Linked DNA regions of Ovis aries: region 1 is linked to region 2. The links are chromatin contacts, called in public Hi-C maps. All regions are on one chromosome and are shown on one strand. Each heading gives the region's core, a stretch centred on a gene start, on an enhancer-like site or on the middle of the called end of the contact. The rest is flanking DNA. Distances are from core to core; before and after follow the strand shown.

What was found. A called contact is a pair of places that touch in the nucleus more often than the background predicts.
Region 1: a contact with region 2 is called in a Hi-C map of liver, with 3 times the contacts expected there. The contact joins the promoter of SLC35A1 here to the promoter of AKIRIN2 in region 2. A contact is called at or near these places in 2 of 16 Hi-C or Micro-C datasets (hypothalamus and liver).

Annotation. Positions count from the first base shown.
Region 1 is chr8:49,829,708-49,834,874 of ARS-UI_Ramb_v3.0, reverse strand. SLC35A1 (solute carrier family 35 member A1) reads left to right here and starts at 3,516. Exons shown (of 8, transcript XM_004011288.5): 1 at 3,516-3,558. The coding sequence starts at 3,543.
Region 2 is chr8:49,617,089-49,622,151 of ARS-UI_Ramb_v3.0, reverse strand. AKIRIN2 (akirin 2) reads right to left here and starts at 2,521. Exons shown (of 5, transcript NM_001252176.1): 1 at 2,287-2,521. The coding sequence starts at 2,521.

The DNA.
Region 1 (5,167 bases), core at 2,267-4,766, 210 kb before region 2:
AGAATATTTTTAATTTTTACAATTAATTTCAAGTACAGATATGAGTTTTTAAGTGTATATGGGTACGTATAAGAACATACAGCAGTGAACTGAATAATTGCATCAGTGAGAACTGTACCAATTACAAGAAGAGGTGATCAGCATCAGTCAGCACACATACAACCAGGCAGAGGGAAGGAAGATTCAACATTGCTCTGAACTGAGATTAATCAAATGTCTCACTATATAAACTATGGTCTCCTGCTGTGAGTTCCTTCTGATATTGTTGTTTAGTTGCCAAGTCATGTTTATTTGCCAAGTCCTGCTCTTTTGATACTCCATGGACTGTAGCCCACCAGGCTACTCTGTCCATGGGGTTTCCTAGGCAAGAATACTGGAGTGGGTTGCCATTTCCTTCTCCAGGGGATCTTCCCCACCTAGGGATAGAACCTGCCTTCTTTACACTGAGCTATCTGGGAAGCCCCACTCCCCCCTATTAATGTGATGCTAATAAGGAATGAAAAATTTTATAATAATGTTAACAGGATATATATATAAAATGATCTTAGGTTCAATTCAGTTGCTTAGTCATGTCCAACCCTTTGCAACCCCATGGAGTGCAGCATGCCAAGCCTCCCTGTCCATCACCAACTCCTGGAGTTTACTCAAACTCATGTCCATTGAGTCGGTGATGCCACCCAACCATCTTATCTTCTCTTGTCCCCTTTTCCTCCTGCAATCAATCTTTCCCAGCATCAGGGTCTTTTCAAGTGAGTCAGTTCTTCACATCAGGTGGCCAAAGTGTTGGTGTTTCAGCTTCAGCATTAGTCCTTCCAATGAACATTCAGGACTGATTTCCTTTAGGATAGACTGGTTGGATCTCCTTGTTGTCCAAGGGACCCTCAAGAGTCTTCTGCAACACCACAGTTCAAAAGCATCAGTTCTTTGGTGCTCAGTTTTCTTTATAGTCTTTGTTTCTTTATAGAGAAATATCCATATATGCCTACTGGAAAAACCATAGCTTTGACTAGATGGACCTTTGTTGGTATAGTAATGTCTCTGCTTTTTAATATGCTGTCTAGGTTGGTCATAGCTTTTCTTTGAAGGAGCAAGTGTCTTTTAATTTCCTGGCTGCAGTCACCTTCTGCAGTGATTTTGGAGCAAAAAAAAAAAAAAAAGTCTGTCACTGTTTTCACTGTTTCCCCATCTACTTGCCATGAAATGATGGCATCAGATGCCATGATCTTAGTTTTCTGAATGTTGAGTTTTAAACCAACTTTTTCACTCTCCTCTTTCACTTTCATCAGGAAAGTTTAGTTCTTCTTCACTTTCTGCCATAAGGGTGGTGTCATCTGCATATCTGAGGTTATTGATATTTCCCCCAGCAATCTAGATTCCAGCTTGTGCTTCATCCAGTCCAGCATTTCTCATGATGTACTCTGCATAGAAGTTAAATAAGCAGGGTGACAATATACAGCCTTGATGTACTCCTTTCCCTATTTGGAACCAGTTTGTTTTTTCATGTCCAGTTCTAACTGTTGTTTCTTGACCTGCATACAGATTTCTCAGGAGCCAGGTCAGGTGGTCTGGTATTCCCGTCTCTTTAAGAACTTTCCACAGTTTGTTGTGATCCACATAGTCAAAGGCTTTGGCATAGTCAATAAAGCAGAAATAAATGTTTTTCTGGAACTCTCTTGCTTTTTCCATCATCCAGCGGATGTTGGCAATTTGATCTCTGGTTCCTCTGCTTTTTCTAAAACCAGCTTGAACATCTGGAAGTTCATGGTTCATGTACTGCTGAAGCCTGGCTTGGAGAATTTTGAGCATCACTTTGCTAGTGTGTGAGATGAGTGCAATTGTGCGGTAGTTTGAGCATTCTTTGGCAATGCCTTTCTTTGGAGTTGAAATGAAAACTGACCTTTTCCAGTCCTGTGGCCACAGCTGAATTTTCCACATTTGCTGGCATATTGAGTGTAGCATTTTCACAGCATCATCTTTTAGGATATGAAAGAGCTCAACTGGAATTCTGTCACTTCCACTAGCTTTGTTTGTACTGATGCTTCCTAAGGCCCACTTGACTTTGAATTCCAGGATGTTTGGCTCTAGGTGAGTGATCACACCATAGTGGTCATGATGGGTCATGAAGATCTTTTTTTGTACAGTTCTTCTGTGTGTTCTTGCCACCTCTTCTCAATATCTTCTGCTTCTGTTAGGTTCATACCATTTCTGTCCTTTATTGTGTCCATCTTTATGTGAAATGTTCCCTTGGTATCTCTAATTTTCTTGAAGAGATCTCTAGTCTTTCCCATTTTATTGTTTTCCTCTATTTCTTTGCATTGATCACTGAGGAAGGTTTCTTCCCTTTCCTTGCTAGTCTTTGGAACTCTGAATGTAGATGGGTATATCTTTCTTTTTCCCTTGCCTTTCACGTCTCTCCTTTTCACAGCTGTTTGTAAGGTCTCCTCAGACAACCATTTTGCCTTTTTGCATTTCTTTTTCTTGGGAATGGTCTTGATCACTGCCTCCTGTACAATGTCATGAACCTCGGTCCATTTAGTTCTCAGGCACTCTGTCTATCAGATCTAATCCATTGAATCTTATCTGTCGCTTCTAGTCTGTATAAGGGATTTGATTTAGGTCATACCTGAATGGTCTAGTGGTTTTCCCTACTTTCTTCAATTAAGTCTGAAAGTCATGTAGGGGAAAGATCATGCTACAGAAGGTGTAGGCTGCTGGGCATCTCAGAATATTGTACCCATGTTCCTGTAAGAATGGAGGTACTTATATACAACAGTATTTTTAGCCAATCCACATATCTTGAAAACCATTTGACAGTGAATTATTTCTAATATCACTTATGCCAATTAACATGCTTCAGTGATCGTGGAGATTATAGCGGTTGAAGTCAGTGCCTGTTGATATGCCTAAGGTTTTGAAGCAAAGATTGTGCAATTAGAATGTCCGGTAAGGTAAATATAATCAAAGATGATGCTGACGATGAGGACACAGCCACAGACTTTGAACAATATATAATATAAACTATAAGCTTAAATAAGAGGTAACAACAGAAGTTAATGAGTGAGGAAGTTAATGCAAGTTACAGAAGTTGCCTAGTTTCTGTTACTTTCCGGGTTTGGGGAGGATCTAACAACAGCTTTGCCAGAATCCTTAAATCGAAGACCAATTCCTATTTGCCGCCAAATCACCTGGTGAGGACTACAGCTCCCAGAAGGCAACGCTCGGCTCTCGCGACTCAGCCTTCTTAGCCGGCCGGGAGTTGTAGTTTTACAAAAGAGCGCCGTGGAACCTAAGTTTTACGCGCTTGTCAACAGAAACTGGGCGGTACCGGTCTCTTCTCCATCCGGGTCCGCCCCTTTTCTGCAGCGGTCGAATTCGTGAACCTAGTCCAGGTGCTTGGCTGGGCTGGAAGCCGCGGCCAGTCGGCTGGCGGGGCGCTCTAGGCCGCGCGGGTTCGTCTCTATGACCCCAGGAGGCGGTCCCCGGTGCCCTCAGCGCGCGCGGAGGGGGTGCGGGTCAGTTCCGCGCGGCGCTGTCGGGGAACCATGGCAGCCCCAAGAGGTGAGGCCGGGGCCCGGCAGGACTGGGGGACCCGGGTCGGGGGCGCTATGCAGAGCGAGCCTCAGCGCTTGTCTGCATCTGTCTGCGGGCGAGCATCCTCCGCGCCTGCGGGGCTCGGGTCTCCGAGGGGTAGGCCCGGGCGTCGGGGATCAGGGGTTTGTGTTGAGCTGCTCCCGGGCTTGAGCGCGCGCTGCCACGGGTCAGGGCAGCGCTGGGCAGCCAGCCTCCCACTGCGGCTGCCTTTCCGGGGGGCGGACTCAGGGCCAGCTGGTTTGGCGGCCGGAGACCGCACCTGCCTGGACATGTAGGTGGGAACAGAATTCAGACAGGCCTGGGCTGTAGCAGACCGGGTGAGGGGTCGGTGCGCCGGGACCTGGCTGGAGCCGCATCACCCAGCGGGAGGCAGGAACGGTCTCAGTGCGGGCCGGGGTCACCGCGGTTGCGGTCTCCGCGGTGACTTTTACACTGGGATGCTCAGAGCCTTAAGGGTATGCTCCGGGTGCAAAACCTAAGCAGCGGCTAGTCCACCTAACAGACACTGAAAACATCCTTGGGGCAGGAGAACAGCCTTGCAATGTGACGAGACGGAGAAAGCTGTTGTTAACAGTTGCTCTCCAGAATGTTGTTATGTGGTTAGAAAGAACACTTGAATATTTTGTGGGAAGGGTGATATCCATCCTCCGCCCCTGCCCTTGCCCCTTCCCCAGGGATAGCTCATTAGAGTAATAATGTTTGATGACTAATTGCCTTTTCCTGAGTGTAAGTATCATTAACTCTGCATCTTGTTTGCTTTGCTGAATGGGATAAGTTAAAACCGGAGTTGAGTTTCTGGATGGTGAAGCTACGAGAGATTGGGCAACACCCGGATTCTTCTCCACATTTCCTCCATAGAGCTGTTGGCTTCACCCCTGAATATACGTTGAACAAATATTTGAACAATACCTTTTTGCGTGGGTGGCGAATTATTTTCCTGGTTGGAGAGGCCACGTTTTCCTTCAAGCCCTGCTCAGGGGCATTGTCTGCAATTGCATATGCTTCTCGCATTTCAAATAAGCCCACCGTTAAGAGTCTTTTATAGCAGTACCCGAAATAAAGGAAAAAAGTAGATTTTGATAATTGACATAAAATGAAAATAGCAAGGTGAATGGTGAAGGCAATTGTAGAATTACCTAAGTCAAATAATCTGAAATAGTTGCTCAATTTACAGATTTAGGTTTATTGCCAATACATATTTGTTGTGCCTGGGTTGTGTGATAAATCTTACATGTCCGCTAGAACTGTGTAATACAAAATTGCAATCCTGAACTTCCTGATATTCACAAAGGGTTTATTTATCTGGGACTTCCTAATTTCCACCTTCTCAGGTGTTACAAATAATGTCCCCTCTAAAATACAGTAAACTATAACTGAGAAATGGCACCCCACTCCAGTACTCTTGCCTGGAAAATCCCATGGACAGAGAAGCCTGGTAGGCTGCAGTCTATGGGGTCGCTAAGAGTCGGACACGACTGAGCGACTTCACCTTCACTTTTCACTTTCATGCATTGGAGAAGGAAATGGCAACCCACTCCAGTGTTCTTGCCTGGAGAATCCCAGGGACGGGGGAGCC
Region 2 (5,063 bases), core at 1,272-3,771:
CTTCAGTAGTCTAGTTGTAAATTGTTTAAATTATATTTGAACCCACAGAAATGAAAACTCCATAAAGAACTTCCATAGAGCCCCAGTCAATTTCATTTTGGTAAGTTGCTTTCCATTTCCAACCCTAGCTACTTATTTCTGCTAAAGATATATGGTATTCATTCTAGACAAGTTTAAAGAATCACCACTTTTAAAACAGGAATTTAAAAGTTAGGTACTTGGAAAATTATTTCCAAGTTAGAGGACATGAAAACTGGGAAGCTGTTTGATACCTGCACAACACTGCAGCTCCCATTATGACACCATTACCAAAACCATACAAGAGCAAGCCCAAAACTGGCCGTGTTAACATAAGGCTAAATTACATGTAAAATGTCATTCCAAGACCACAGTTAAAAAGGTAAATTTTAGCAACTCAAAAGTTAATCAATTTTAACTGCTGTTCTCTAATTGAAATAGCTAGGGAAAAAAAACTTTTCAGAGACTCAATAAATATCAGTTAGTGTGTGACTTTAGAATTCAGGATATGATCAAAGTTACAGCAGATGCCAAAAACACCTTGAAAAACAGAAAACATACCAATATGTTGGAAAAATGTGAATTTGAATCAGCCGGCTTAAACAATTTCAATAATTCCAGTCATTTTACTATTATAATAGTAATGGTCCACTTAACCGAAATATAAAATGTGGAGTCACCTGCATTAGTGAATGCTTTAAATACATCAACGAAATGACAGATCTGCAAAGAATCACAATTCTTTCTGAATTAATTCCCTTTGAAGTGAGGACAAATATAGCCCCTAGCTGACTTACTTTATATGCTCAAGACTATTTTAGCACTTCAATATACTTTAACTCCCAAACCTAACACTGTATTAATTCACCCCCCTCAAATGAAATTTATTGCTGGTTAGCTAGAGCTATTTTTAAGTGGCCTTATTAAGTACAGATTCCACAGTATCATTTCAATTTTCAGTGATAGTCTTTCACTAAAAAGACAAACTCTGAAAATAGTATTAATCCCAGGAACTCATTCTTGACACTGTTCCAACAGCAAAAGATGGTAGCCTAGGCATCTGAGAATCTCCCTATGTATTTGGAAAAAGATATTTTAAAAGTATGACCTGAAAAATTACAAAACTTATGTCAATTCCAAATCAAGTTACCAGTAGAGTTAAATACTGCCCACAGATTTTCTTTTTAAAGCTGACGATAAAAAAGTAAATCAAGCTACGAAAAGGCTTTGTCTACAGATCTTATTATCACCAAACGGTCACACATGAAACCTTTGCATGCTACACACACAAGGGAAGCATTTACACTACTAGTCCACATAAGCCTATCTTAAGACTATGCCAGGGGCACACAAGGATTTTCAAAGTATAGGAAAAAACGGACACAAACGCAGTACAAAGCAGTCAAGAGGTAGCTGCCCAGTCACTTTCAGGAAATGTTTCAAGATGAACAGCAAAAATATTCTGAAGTCCCTTGGAATCTTGGGTTGATTTATTATTTTCAAGGCCTAGCCCTTTCCTTCCAAAGTACTTTCATGGGCAAAAATAAAGCACTTTTAACTAAAGCAACTACTCAGCCCCGAAGTTCAATACAACTTGCTTTTCATTAAAAGTTCAAGTTTCTCAAGGTCTAGACATATATAGTGTGATCGTATTACAGTATTCGGGAAGAGCATTTTCTTTGTTGTTGACCCTGCTAGGGAAACAGGTCTTGACTCAGCCAAAGTGGCGTTCTTGTGGGTGATTAATGACAGGCCTAGATCTCGCCCCAGTGACATCCCTCCCCCACCCCACGCCCTCCGTACTAAAATCAGCCCTGTCTGAACTGGAAGAGGGGCGGCCGCCTAGCCTCAAACCACCCAGTTCCAGAGTTAATAGGTGCAACCCATCGATTCTGGGAGACAGCCATCGAGATTCGGGTGAAATGTGTGACCCTTCGTTTGCCTCGATTTCCGTGTAGCACTCTCTCTGATCATTTCCGCTGGGGCTCTCCAGACTACGGAAACGCTCGATTCCAGTCATTCGGCCCAAAGAAAAAGACCTTCCTCTACCCTACAATACCCGGCAAGGCACCATCCCTACCCACCCCACCCCCGACCCCTCCCCCGATATCAGGCTATTCCTATTGTGTCTCCGACACTGAAAGAGCTCCTTAAGAAAAATGTGGCCGCCGAGGACTCTGCTAAGACCGGAGAGCCGTCCTGCACCCCTAGTCCCGCGGCCTCATCCCTCGCCCTCCACCCCCGGGCGGCCGCAAGACCGAGTCCCACCTGTGGTGAGACGGGAGGAGACGTCGCCGAAGGGAGATGGCTCCATTCGGAGATACTTCTGCGGCGAGGCGGCGGCGGCCGAGAAGGAAGCGGCGGTGGCCGCGGCGGCCGACGACGGGGTGGCGGCGGCAGAGGTGGGCGCCGACAATGGCGCACATCGCCTCCGCTTCGGGGACGCCGGGCTCAGCAGCGGGTCGAAATCCAGAGTCCGTTTCAGAGTGGCTCCGCACGCCATGGCCGGGGCGCCGGGCTCGGGTGGAGTCAGGAAGGGAGGGCGAAGGAAGCGGGTAAAAGCGGAGCCCCGAAGAGAGCCTAACCGACGGGCTCAAGAGTGGAAAGCCGGGTGGCGGAGCGCCGGCGAGGGGAGCAGAGCCGCTGCCGCCGCCTCCGCGGCAGGGGCAGTGGCCCGGGCCGGCTGGGGCGAGAGCAGGAGGGGCGGTGGCGGCGGCTCACGCTGGCCGCGTCAGGGGGGCTCTTCCGCCTCCTCAGGCACGGCTCCCCCGGGAGACGCTCCGGCCGCCCCCGCCGTCCGTTCGGGCTTTGCGCCGCGCCTGAGGCGCTCCTGCGCGGAGACCGGCTCCTTCAGAAGTCAATACCAGCCCCGTGAGATGTGAGGCTAGAACGCGGCTCCTAAGACGCTCGAACAGCGGCCGAAGTTAGAGAGCGGTGGTCGATGCGGCGAGATTGAGAGGCTGCGGCAGCGGCAGGAGCTCCAGCAAACACATCCAGCCGCTTCCCCCTCCACTGTCTGACTTCCACCCGCCGCCGGCCCCAATATGGCGTCAATAACAACGCCGCCGATTCAAATCCTGCGGCCTCAGGGCGCGTGCGCATAGCGGGGGGCGGGAGCCCGAGCATACATTCTGGGAGTTGTAGTTTATCACTGGAGGAAGGACTCTGCGTGAAAAGCGGTTAAGGAGAAGTCATGAAAACTACGAGTCCCGTCATTCAAGGCCAGCGATTCCGAGTTCCGGATTGGAATTTAAATCCCCCTACACATCTTGAGTGTAAAAGGAACTGAGGGTAAGAGAAAAGAGAAAAACCCGTTAGAGAGTGGGAGAAAAGAAAGCCGACCGGTGGGGAAAGCAGGTTTTGAAAAACCTTTAATATTCAGGTAGTAGTTGTCGTGGTACGCTCCCACAGTGATTTACCAACCGGGAACTTGAAAACGAAGCTAACCTAACAGTTCAAGACTGATTAAAACAGTGCCAGAAACAAAACCTGTCACATCGACTGGCTAGGAAATACTAAGATTTTGGGGACCTATTTAGAATTGCAGGAGAGAACAGTGGTACTATCAGGTTATAGGAACCTTGAATTGAACTTTATGTGTTGCCCTTTCCAGATAGCTGCTTTTAGCCACTTATTCGGCAAAGCCAGCTGTACCCTGTAAATGACTAGGATTTGAACGACGTACAGAACTAAATTGTTCTGCTTTGAATAAAAAGCTAATAGCAGAAGTTGTACTATCTCAATATTGGTGTATATCTTGTGAACGGTAAAAATTAAATCGAAAGACAATGGAAGTCTAGAGAGTAGATATTAGACCCATTTTGTAAGCAGAGAAAAAAATTTTTTATGAAAGTTCTACTAGTTTTGTATTGGACTGGTGATAGCTTCCATATGTAAAGGCCAAAGGATAGTTTTTCACGCTTTACCGGCTGAGCCACCAATTTGGGACGCACCATACTTCTAACCAGGTACCTAAAATGCAAATCAAATACAGCATTAGTAAAAAAAAAAAAAAAAAAAAAAAAATTATTTATGTGAAAAACTATCCTTTGTCCTTTGCATATGGAAGCTATCACCAGTCCAGTACAAAACTAGTTATCTATGTGAATGCCATAATTATCTAATGATAAGTATAAAATACAGGCTTCCAATGCTTATTCTTATTATTTATTAAGTAACTAAAAGATGTACCATTTTGTGTATTATTCTTTACACCATTTTTGGACAATAGTTTAATACATTTATTCTTGTTTTATAAACTGTTCAACTCCTCAAAGATCAGCAGTCATCACTCTGTGTCAACAACTAAGCTGTGCTAATTTTAACATACTGTTTGGAATAACATTTAATGCAATAGCAGCTGAACTATGACATCTAATAGATACATTTTTACTAAATTCTAAATACTCCATGGAATCTATGATATGATGAAAATAACACAATATACATATTTTATGTAAATGAGTAGAAAAAGCTAGGTTAACCTATGGAAAACAAGCAACAAAGCATTTATATTCCTGGTAAATATTTTCTGAAATTAAGATTTAACCTGAAATTATGGAACTTACATTGGAAAAGGAGTGTTAGGAGTTGAATTGTGTCTCCTCAAAATGTATGTGTAGTCCTAATTCCAAGTATCTTGGAATGTGAGGTATTTGGAAATAGGATCATTTCAGATTTAATTAGTTAAGATGATGTCATACTGGAATAGGGTGGGTCCCTAATCCAATATGACTGGTACCTTCTGTAAAAAGGGGAGATTTGGACACAGATAGGGAGAACACCATGGCACATGAAGGCGGAAGCCTAGATAATGCATCTGCAAACCAAAGAAAGCCAAAGATTGCCAGGGAATCGTCAGACTAGGAGAGAGGCGTGGGACAGATCCTTCCTCATAGCCCTTGGAAGGAACTAACCCTGCTGATAATCTTGACCTCGGTGTTCTAGTCTCCTCACAATGAGACAATAAAACTGAAAACTGTGTTGTTTAAGCCACCCACTTTGTGGTACTCTGTTATTAGAAAACTAATAGAGAGGCTTGTGTT